3 separate regions of the Mus musculus genome follow, and all the other regions are linked to region 1. A link is a contact called in public HiCAR-type and Micro-C data. All regions are on one chromosome and are shown on one strand. Each heading gives the region's core, a stretch centred on a gene start, on an enhancer-like site or on the middle of the called end of the contact. The rest is flanking DNA. Distances are from core to core; before and after follow the strand shown. Region 1 holds the start of Slc35f1 (solute carrier family 35, member F1). Region 2 holds the start of Dcbld1 (discoidin, CUB and LCCL domain containing 1). Region 3 overlaps Slc35f1 (solute carrier family 35, member F1).

Region 1 (3,255 bases), core at 455-2,954:
CCTCATCCGTGTTTTCTCCCTTCTTGACTCACTGGATATTTAGAACATTTGGATTTTGCAGTTCTTCTGGAAAAATGATCATATATATATATATATACATATACATGCAGGCTCAGAAGTGCAGTCAAAGGATTGAGTAGCAATATGCCAAAAACACTCAAAAGGAATCTAGCCAAACATGAGGAGGAGGGCACTGAAGCAACCAGTCATTTAAGGGAGACACTTGAAATGACAATGAATGCTCTTTTAATAGAGATATTCTTACTGAGATTTGCTGCCAGGTCCAGCTGAAGTGAATTTTACTCATGTCTGCTATATTTGGTCATTTCCCAAGGGCAAACTCATTGCAATCTATTGGAATTTTAATATTCCCAAGGTTACAAGCCTTGTTCTTGTTTGTAGTAATTCTTTCACCTGTCCTGAAAATCTGGGGTGAATATTCTAGAATGAAAAGTCACTAAAGAAGGCATGGGGTGATGTTCTAATTATAAAATGGAAAGTGTTCCAAGCTGGGTAGAATTTTGTAGAAAGGGGCCCTGGGGACAGTTCAGGTAGAAACTGGGTTTGACAGATACTTAAATATAGACAGGAGAAGTTTTGTACATTTCTGTCTATCCAATTTTTTTAATGACAAGAACCCCTATTATGATACAAAGGACTGGCTTCTTTTTGTCCCACCCACTGCTCTTTTGTCCCTCTTTTCCCTGTTTTGAGAATACATCGTCTACTTTTGAATGTTATTTTTCTCTGAACATCCTAAACAGATGTTTTCATTTGCTAGTCTTTAGAGCATTTGGATTTAGTGGCAGTATCAATGTGCTTTCGTGTGAACAAATATACCTGTTAAACTTACTCAATAGGATCAATTCCCTATTCTGCAGTGAAGTGGGCAAAACTTAAATGCATATCATTCTTGTGGCAAGATCCTTGCCCAGGCAATCTAGATTAAGAGGCATCTGAAAAAATTTCCAGAGTCAATAACTATTTGAAATGCAGATCAATAGGTATAAGGAATGTCTGGGATAAGGTCCATTGGGCAGAAAGTGGGCTATGATTTCAGGAGCTAACAAAGTTATTTGTTTGACAGCTGGAGGACCTTGAGGGAGCCATCAGGCCCTCTTGATGGGTAATTTACTTCATTTAACTCTTACAATGCCATGGGCAACTCAGGAGTAGCCTTGTCCTAGAATTTAAAAAAAAAAAACTTTCTAGGATCTCTGTTATTTTCACTTTCCTTCCACAGTGCTCTGTTGCCTAAATGGAGTTGTTTTGGGATGACTTAGTTTGCTTTTCCCAATTCCCAGCATGCATTTTTAGTGAGAAACTGTTTTACTTCCTTTTTCCTCCAGGTCCATTCTAGATGAGCATAGTTGTGATATTTAGGGTGCTTAATTTGTAGCCTGGACCAACAAACTGTCTCTGGGTTGTGCCTCTGTCCCGGGCCCATGGTGCTGGATTCTGCAGAGCCTCCGCAGAAGCAAGAGGAATCCTCCCCAATTTCACAGGGAGGATGTATCCACTACTGCACTTAAAAGACAAAAGTACCCACCACCAATCACAGCATCCTAGACCAGGGGCCTCTTTGGATGCCAGGAGGAGGGTTGGGGACACCAAGGCACCTCCGGAGCGCCCTCTGGCGGGGAGCAGAGCGTTCATCCCACCCCCACCCCCCTCTGCCGGCGCGGCGCCCCCGCCCGGCGCTCCAGGTTCACTCTTGGTTTCTCACTCCGTGAGACACAGACGGCAGCTTTCTAAGCGAACCCGGCGCCAGCTGAAGCGGCGCCACCACAACTGCCACAGCCAGGACAAGCCCTAGGCACTGGGAGAGAAGACGAAACCCGGCAGCCCCGTTCCTCTCTCTGCACGGTCCTTGCAGTGGACCCGGCAGCTCCGGGTCCCCGCCGACCCCCTTTGCAGCCACTTGGCGGGGTGTGCCAGGACTTGGTTGCAGCTCCGGCGGGAGGTGGCAGCGGCCCGGAGAGAGGGTGTGCAGCCAGGACTGGGTAGCAACCCGAGAGCACTGGGCTGGGAGGAGGCGGCCGGAGCCCGCCGGTGTCTCCCGCTTCGTCGCTTCGCAAGCGGCACCGCCTCCCCGGGCCGGGGCCGCTTGGCCGGGTCCTCTGCTTGTTCCCGGGCCCGGAGCCCGCGCACTATGTGCGGGGCAGCGTTCTGATAGCCATCCACCTCCGCCTCCGCCGCGATGATTCCCCCCGAGCCTCCGCAGCCCCAACTGCAGCCACCACCTCCACCGGCCCCGCCGAACCATGTGGTGACCACCATCGAGAACCTGCCAGCTGAGGGCAGCGGCGGCGTGAGCCTGTCCGCCTCCTCCCGGGCTAGCATGCGCCAGAGGATCCGCAAAGTGCTGAACAGGTGAGCACAGGCTCCCAGTGGGGACACCAGGGACAGGCACTGCAGGCGCCTAGCCCGCGGACCCCTTTCTCCCCATCCGACGTGTCCCCGAGGTCCTTTGGCACTGGGTCCTAGCCAGGGGAGAGAGCCAGGGCTCGCTCTCTTTCCCTGCGCTCTCAGAGAGGCCGCGACAGCTTTGTCCTGACGCTGGGATCCCCCAGTGGTCGGGCTGCAGGCAGGTCCGGAGAGCGAGTTGGAGAAAGGCGGGGTTGTTCTACCTGCAGATGCCCTGTGTGTGTCCATGCTCACGCCTCGCATCCTCACGTTGTATCACTTCCCCTTTGCACTCTTATCCCAGCTTTGCGCTTTGGGGACACCCCCACCCCACCCCAACATGGCCCGGGCGGAGGCGGGAAGGCCCCGGGCTGCGGTGATGGCGTGGAAGTCGCCAACCTCACGCTGTCTTTCGCTCCGCCCTGGTGGCACTGATTCCCCTCCCCAGGGGCATAAGGTGAGGATACCCCCACCCCCAACCCCAGACAGAAGGGGAAACACTTCTGCCTGACATTTCACTCGCTGTGCAGACTCTTGATGGCTTTTGGAGTAAGAAAAAGAGGCTAGAGGCCTGGGCCAGACCTGAACAAAGTGCAAGATCTTGCTAGAAGGGTGTGTGAGAATCAGGTGCCTAGTTACTCTGCTTCACACTGCCCTGGTCTCTCTGCTGGAATCTACGTAGTGGGTTATTAAGGACAGACATGTTTTAGGACGAGGGTACTATTGACAAGAAAGTAGAATTTCCTGTAGTACCCTCATTCAGCTCTGATGTGAAAGGGAGTTTTGCTACTTAACTAACTTAAATGATTGACGAGCTGATAGACAAAATCCACACAGCCAGTTGTGAGA
Region 2 (3,255 bases), core at 391-2,890, 460 kb before region 1:
CCTTTCCCCCTTGATCACTAATTGAGAAGATGCCTTCCAGTTGGATCTCATGGAGGCATTTCCTCAACTGAAGCTCCTTTCTCTGTGATAACTCCAGCTGTGTCAAGTTGACACAAAACCAGCCAGGACATATACATATTTATTTCCTCTCTATGACAACTGGGGAAGAGTTAACATGAAGGCAAGCGAATGTGTCCCAGTCAGAGACTGGCTCTACACTCAGATCTAAGAAAGGCTCAGTTGGAAAGCTGTAAGTCTTTCCTCTGAGGTTGCCATAAAGGAAGGTGCAAAGTCCACTGCCAAATCACACTTGGAATCTCAAAAGTTAAAGTGTAAACCAGGCAGGATATGAAGGCCTGCCTGTATTCCCCTATCTCAGAGGTGGGGGAAGAAGGTTCAGGAGTTCCAAGGTCAGCCTCCGGCTACTTAGCAAACTACTCAATACCAGCCAGGAAGACAAGAGAAGCCCTCAGAACACAGACGATAAACCTCAATCTCAAAACAACAAAACATTTTTAAGGCAAAAAGTTATCCTACCTGTCAGCTTAGGCTTGGAGTTGGAGAAAATTCCAAAGGTCACTTGGCCTTGGAGGGTCTGATCTTCCTCAGCTGCCGAGACCACCCCACCCCGACGCACTCTAGATGTAATAATTCCCAGAGGCCACGAGGTGGTGTGTGAGTTAGAGCTAAGGTTGTGGCCACGCAGAGGAAAGTCACGGGGGGGACCTAAAGGTGACAGTCCTTAAAACGAGTATTAACCGTTTCTCTGTTCAATTTGACGACCAGGACTCCAATTGAACGACCCAGTAATGGGCTCTAAACTCCTCCGCGGTCCATCGAACCTAATCTCAAGACTTTCCCACCACCTCAGAGAGCGCCTCAAACATTGCTCAGTCTGAAGTTTTCCAGACTGCTCTGGGGACTCTGCAGTTTACATATCTCTTACTGGTCCTACTCTGCACGTCTTTTCCCACATCTGGCCAGGCACCCACCTGTCTACTGAGCTTCAGCTCCAACTGGCCCCTTCCCGCCCTTTAATCCTCTGAACAACCTGGGCACGAACTCAGCTCTCTGTCTTTTACTCTCGCTTTGCTCCCAGCTGCCTTTTCACCATCCAATTAGATCTCTCCAAATGTGCTCCAAATATACTGTCCATGTTACAGACTGCAGTTTGTAGTGAGCGATTATTTCTAAGCTCTGCAAATGCCGAGTGAATTTAAGCACCCAGCCGCGTAGAAAGTTGAGTTAAACAACGGAATGAATGAAGAGAGAGAGAGAGAGAGATGGAGAGAGAGAGAGAATGAATGAATGAATGAATGAATGGACTTGAACTGCCATCATCCCATCAGATTTCAGATGCCTTGCATAGCCTTGGCAGACCAGCTCTAGGGTAGAGCTGACAAACTGCCAGAGGGGCGGAGTCTCGGTGAACCCCCGGGCTCTGGCGAGCCTGCGTGCCAGGTGAATTTTTGATTTTCATTTTCTAGTGAATCCGGGCAGGTGGCGCGGGGGCGGGGTGGGGTGAGGGGGAAACTGGGCGCCCCCCTTGGGAGACCGGTGGTGCGGCTGATCACCCCGGGGAGGGGGCGGGGCGGGGCGGGGCAGGGCGGGGAGGACACGCCCTCTCGCGGGCGCGGGCCGCCCAGAGGGATCTGTGCCGTGTGCCCGCGCCGCGCCGGGCCGGGCCGCGAAGGAGGCTGCCCTAGGCGGGCAGCGGCAGTGTAGAGCCGGGCCGGGAGGCCGATCCTGCGGGTCTGGAGTCCGGCGGGACCATGGGGACCGGGGCTGGTGGGCCGAGTGTCCTGGCGCTGCTGTTCGCCGTGTGTGCTCCGCTCCGGTTGCAGGCGGAGGAGCTGGGTGAGTGGGGGACTCGGGGCTCCGGGAGGGCTGTGTTGTGGGCCTCGGGGGAGCCTGGCGAGAGGCGGGCGGTCTCCGCCAGGCGGGGGATGGATTGAAGTCAGAGGGTGCATTTCGGATCGCGCCCCGATACTCTTTCCTTCCCCCCCATAAACGAGCCCGGCAGCTTGGCGCCTGTTCCCCGGCTGCCTTCGCGGTGTCCCCGCCCGGCCGGCCACTTAGTTCCCAGATTTCCCGACCCTTCCCGGCGGGTGCGAGTGGCCTGGCCCCGGGTGCTCGCCCGGCGTTGCCCCGCCAGCTCCTAGTCTCTGCCTGCAAGAGGGGGTTCTTCTGCGAGGCTGCCCCGGAGCCGACTGCAAACAGGGCCCCCGTTGCCTCACGCGTGTCCGGTGGTGATCGGAGTTGGAACCTTGCGACTCTGGTCCCTCAAGGGTATTTGAGCGAGTCGACTGCGGCCCAGGCTGCTTTTCCTCGGTAGCTGATCTTTGGCTTCCAGCGCCACCGAATTTTCTCTCAGACCACCAGATTAAGGCAGGAAACTGGTTTCCCAGCCCTACATGGCCCTACTCCATTAATCTGCTTTAATTAGTTCTCCTTGGATAGGACGAGCCACCTTTCTGTGGGTTCTCCCCCCCACCCCCCACCCTTTTCGGGTTTTGTTCCTCTCCTCCTGCCTTTGCTCCTCTGTAACTGGGGTTAATTAATGGCAGTGAGTTTATGCAGAATACTTGAATACCGCCCCCGCCCCCGCTATGCTTTCTGGGGGAACAGAAATCGAAGCTAAACTCATCGCTGGATTTTTTTTTTTTCATTGAACAATGTATTCGTTCACCCAAACATTCAGCAAGTTGATAGCATTAAAAAAAAGTGAAGTTATTTTGTTTAGAGTTACGGTAACACAGTCTAACGTGTGTTAGAATTGCACTGTGTAAGGTTTTATGAATGCTTTATAAACATGCTGTTTTGTTTGAGTTTTGGCGGCGCTCGGGAACTTGTGCAAGGCAAGCCTTTCAACAACCAAACTATATTCCAGTCATTGGATGTCTTAATAACTGAAGACACTTTCTCAAGTCGATATTTGAAACTGTAACATTCTACATTTATTTGGTGTGGGTTTTAAAGAAAATTTAGTTTTAGTGATGTGTATTTGTGTGTGGGTTGAGATGTACACGTTGAGTGCAGATACCCACCGAGACCATAAGCAACTAGTCTCTTGGACCTGCAGCTACAGGCAGAAGTGAGCCTGAAAGAACAGTATGTGCTTTTAACCTCTGAGACATCCTTGCAACCCCATTTTACATATTTTTATTGAATTTCTTGTTATTATTAATATTTGCGGTTTGAGACACCACTCTTGAATTCATAGCAAACCTCTTCATGCTTCCCAAGTGCTGGGAG
Region 3 (3,255 bases), core at 472-2,971, 290 kb after region 1:
AACTCTTTTGAGTTCATTTCAGCCACACCGAGTACAGAGCATGGCACAGAACACAGTACTGTGTTCTTTATAAGTAGCATCCTCAGCATCCCCTATTTGATTTTCTTCCCAGTTGTTTCTCAGGAGCTCAGCTCTAGGTAGTTACCACAGTGGATTTTCATTCGGCTTCCTTTATTTTTCATGGTATCATATCTGCATTTTTTAAAAATTAAATTCACTTATTCCTCTGGGCCATGTAAATCACTGTCGTCCCTACTCCTTTCCTAATCTCCACATTAACAAAATAAACATGTCGAAGGTAAAAATAAGTTTTTAATTTTGACCAAATTTATTGGGAACGAGTCTGCCCACGTTTCAAATAATAAATATGTGTTGCTTCGCTGCTCCTGACATTAATTCAGAAGGATTTGTTTATTTGGTTGCTTTGGTATGTTAGCTACCAAGCTAGTTTCTAGAAATTTAAAAGTGAGCAAGCGGGTGTTAATATGGACATGGGCATCTTTCTGTGATCAGGGTGGTGGAAATAGGATGACTGAATTCAAGACCAGCCTGTAGTACACAGTGAGTCTTTTTCTCAGGGGGAAACACACACACACACATACTCCAAAACAAACAAACAAACAAACAAACAAACAAACAAACGCAACATTAAGACCAGCAATTTGTGCCTATCTAAATGAGGTGACATGCAATACATTCCAGGATGGGTGATAAACTCAGAGACTTGTCTGCATTACCCAAGGGCCAATTCTTCCTGTCTAGCTAGCTTAAACCAAAATTAGCTTCCTGGGGTCTGGACTATGTATTCTAAAGCCAGAACGGGCAGCAATTTCTATAATTAGTCATTCATTCCCTCAAAGACTGCACCGTTCTATTATCAATCCCTGTCCATTCCTGTTCAGGTCTCATTCTATATCATCCCATCTCTACCTTCTGGACCTAACACATTTTCTTCAGGAGTATGCAGCTGGGATTGCTCACTACTCTTGCTTCCTGTCTGAGTCAAACTGTAAAATGAGATAATTCACGTAGCAGCACCCTGTGCAAGGCAAGCACGTGACCTGCGACCATGTCCACTCTCTGGCCTTCCCCTCCACAGAAACTCAGAAACTGGGCTTGCTTTCCTGTCAAATGGAGCCCTCAGTGTTGAGAGCATGGTTTTATTTCTAGTCCTTTCCCTGTCATCATTTTCACAGAGACCAACAAGTGTTCTATTAATCCAGCCCTCTCCTCCAAATATATGCCAAAATAAGTAGGACTTGAAATTGTGTCCAAGTCATGAGAGCAGTTTTCTGCCATGTAAGTGGAAAAGAAATTACAAACAGAAGTTGGATTTTTCTTGCCTTTTTTACTACTGCTCACTCTCTGGTCACGACAGGCTTTCTCTGATGATAACAACACTTCCATTTGGCTCTGTTTGGGTTTTTTCCTTGACAGCTCAGAAGTCATGTTTCCTCTAGGTATCCAGGGTGTGGGTGGTTAAAAAGAATTTTCCAGAAGCTTCCAGATGAAGCACCTCTCTTAGAAATGTGTGAACCAAGCCACCAGCTCCCTCAAAGTACAGATTTTAATGAGTCATTTCAATTTTAGGAAGCACATTAATCTAAAAGGTGCATGAGCCAGAAAGCAGAATTTTCTCAAGTGGGAGTTAGAAATAGTCCTTGTTACAGGCAGAGGGGAGCTCTCCTCTCACTCCTTGTATATGAATCATTTGCCAGATCCTCACATGAAAAGATGCTGACTTAGGTCACTCACTGTCCCTGGACGTTGCCACCCACAGTAGTTTCAAGAATAACAGCTTGAACTCCTATTGGCTGGTTCCTCTGTAAACGCTGCACAGTGTGTTTAATTCACTTTGGGTCAAGCCATTGAATAGTCAGTCAGTTCTCCCCGAAGACTTCACTTCTTAGTCTGATTGCTTCATTGTGCTGCTCTCCTAAGGACTCAAGTCTAACGAGGACTCCCCAACTCACAGACTCCCTACAAAATGTTCAGCTCTATTCTCCGGTTGACATTTACCAAGCCCCCCAAAATGCCTTTTATAGTACCACATCTCTGCTCTCTTTCAAACTGTTCATTTGCTAAAGTCTACCCAAAGAAAAAGACAGTATAAAAAAAAAAAAAAACTACACTTCTCTTTGAAGTTCTTGAAGCTATGGAAACATTAGTAACTCAATGGACTAGGAAAAAGTCTTTTAAAAAGATAAACAACATATCTATAAACACCCCTCCCTCCTTCCCTCTCCTCCCCTCTTCCCCCCTGCCTCCTTCTCTCTGGTATTTATCCATTCATTTAGTACTGGACACTTGGGTTAATTCTAGACCTTGAGTGTTATGACTGATTTGATACTGAGCAGGGTGCAAACACACATGTATGAAGTGATCATTTTGCTCCCTTGTTGATTGGTACTGCAGTGGGTGATATGCTAGGTTTTTTCTTCTTCACTTTTTGAGGGAATGCCCTACCAGTGTTACCAATTAACATTTTTTTCAACAGTGCATATTGTTCCTCACCTTTGTCAGCATTTATTTTCTGTTGCTGCTGTTTGTCTCATACATATATATATATGCACATACACACACATACACATGCAAGCACACTCTCATGCATGTGTGTGTGTGTGTGTGTGTGTGTGTGTGTGTGTGTGTGTGTGTGTATGTGTGTCATATAGCTATTGAGGAGTAAATATGTATAAGTACAATTGCCAGGCTAAGCGTCTGCCTTGCCACTGGGGTGTTCTGAGCCCCGCCAGCACACTGCTTAGGGGAGGAAGAACATAGTCTGTAACAGGGGTCCTCAGTTCACATTTTTTCTGGAGTTAGAAACAGCAGAGTCTGGGACAGTTGCTGTGGTTCTCAGTCTCCCATGTACCCAGGCACCACTGGCAAAACAATGGGAGGTGGGAATGAGGTCCCTGGTCTGAGCTTCCCCTCAGGGCACCCATTTACCAGCTAAGAAGTGGAAGGCAAAGCCCGGGACAGGGGAGGGGGCAGAACCTGGTTTGGCTCCTAGTGAGTTCTGAGAGTTTGGAGGGACTGGAAAAGAGAGGAGCCTTTTTTGGGTGTGGCTTTTTAAAACAAAGCCCCTCCCCCGTATTGATTTTTGATGAAGAGATGGTCCATACTTGTTCAAACTGCCTTATTTGATGGCGAGTGTGAATGCGTATACCTTACTCAGAGTGAACCAGGGATTCGTAGGAAGAAATGCCCAGGAAGGGAAGCTCATTGGCTGAGCATATCTAGATACCTCATTAG

The links. Hi-C and Micro-C count contacts between places; a contact is called where the count stands out from the background. HiCAR-type assays count read pairs that join an accessible place to other places.
Region 2: a Micro-C map of embryonic stem cells shows a contact between it and region 1, with 3 times the contacts expected there. The contact joins the promoter of Dcbld1 here to the promoter of Slc35f1 in region 1. A contact is called at or near these places in 1 of 39 promoter capture datasets (cranial neural crest), 3 of 484 Hi-C or Micro-C datasets (embryonic stem cells and gonadal supporting cells) and 1 of 115 datasets of contacts at active chromatin or transcription factors (astrocytes).
Region 3: a HiCAR-type map of astrocytes shows a contact between it and region 1, with 2.1 times the contacts expected there. The contact joins the enhancer-like site here to the promoter of Slc35f1 in region 1. A contact is called at or near these places in 3 of 39 promoter capture datasets (the 3T3-L1 cell line, hippocampal neurons and liver), 2 of 484 Hi-C or Micro-C datasets (both in cortical neurons) and 1 of 115 datasets of contacts at active chromatin or transcription factors (astrocytes).

What each region holds. Positions count from the first base shown.
Region 1 is chr10:52,688,797-52,692,051 of GRCm38.p6, forward strand. It overlaps Slc35f1 (solute carrier family 35, member F1), which reads left to right and starts at 1,705. Exons shown (of 8, transcript NM_178675.4): 1 at 1,705-2,373. The coding sequence starts at 2,201.
Region 2 is chr10:52,231,979-52,235,233 of GRCm38.p6, forward strand. Dcbld1 (discoidin, CUB and LCCL domain containing 1) reads left to right here and starts at 1,641. Exons shown (of 11, transcript NM_025705.4): 1 at 1,641-1,857. The coding sequence starts at 1,773.
Region 3 is chr10:52,981,505-52,984,759 of GRCm38.p6, forward strand. All of the region lies in intron 2 of Slc35f1 (solute carrier family 35, member F1), which reads left to right. Among named protein-coding and RNA genes, the nearest start is that of Gm40647, 180 kb to the left of the region's middle. Within about 2 kb of position 1,722, at least 15 of the 459 cell types and tissues checked have an H3K27ac peak or open chromatin away from gene starts, as enhancers often do. A contact at or near this core is called in astrocytes and cortical neurons, where this site is marked.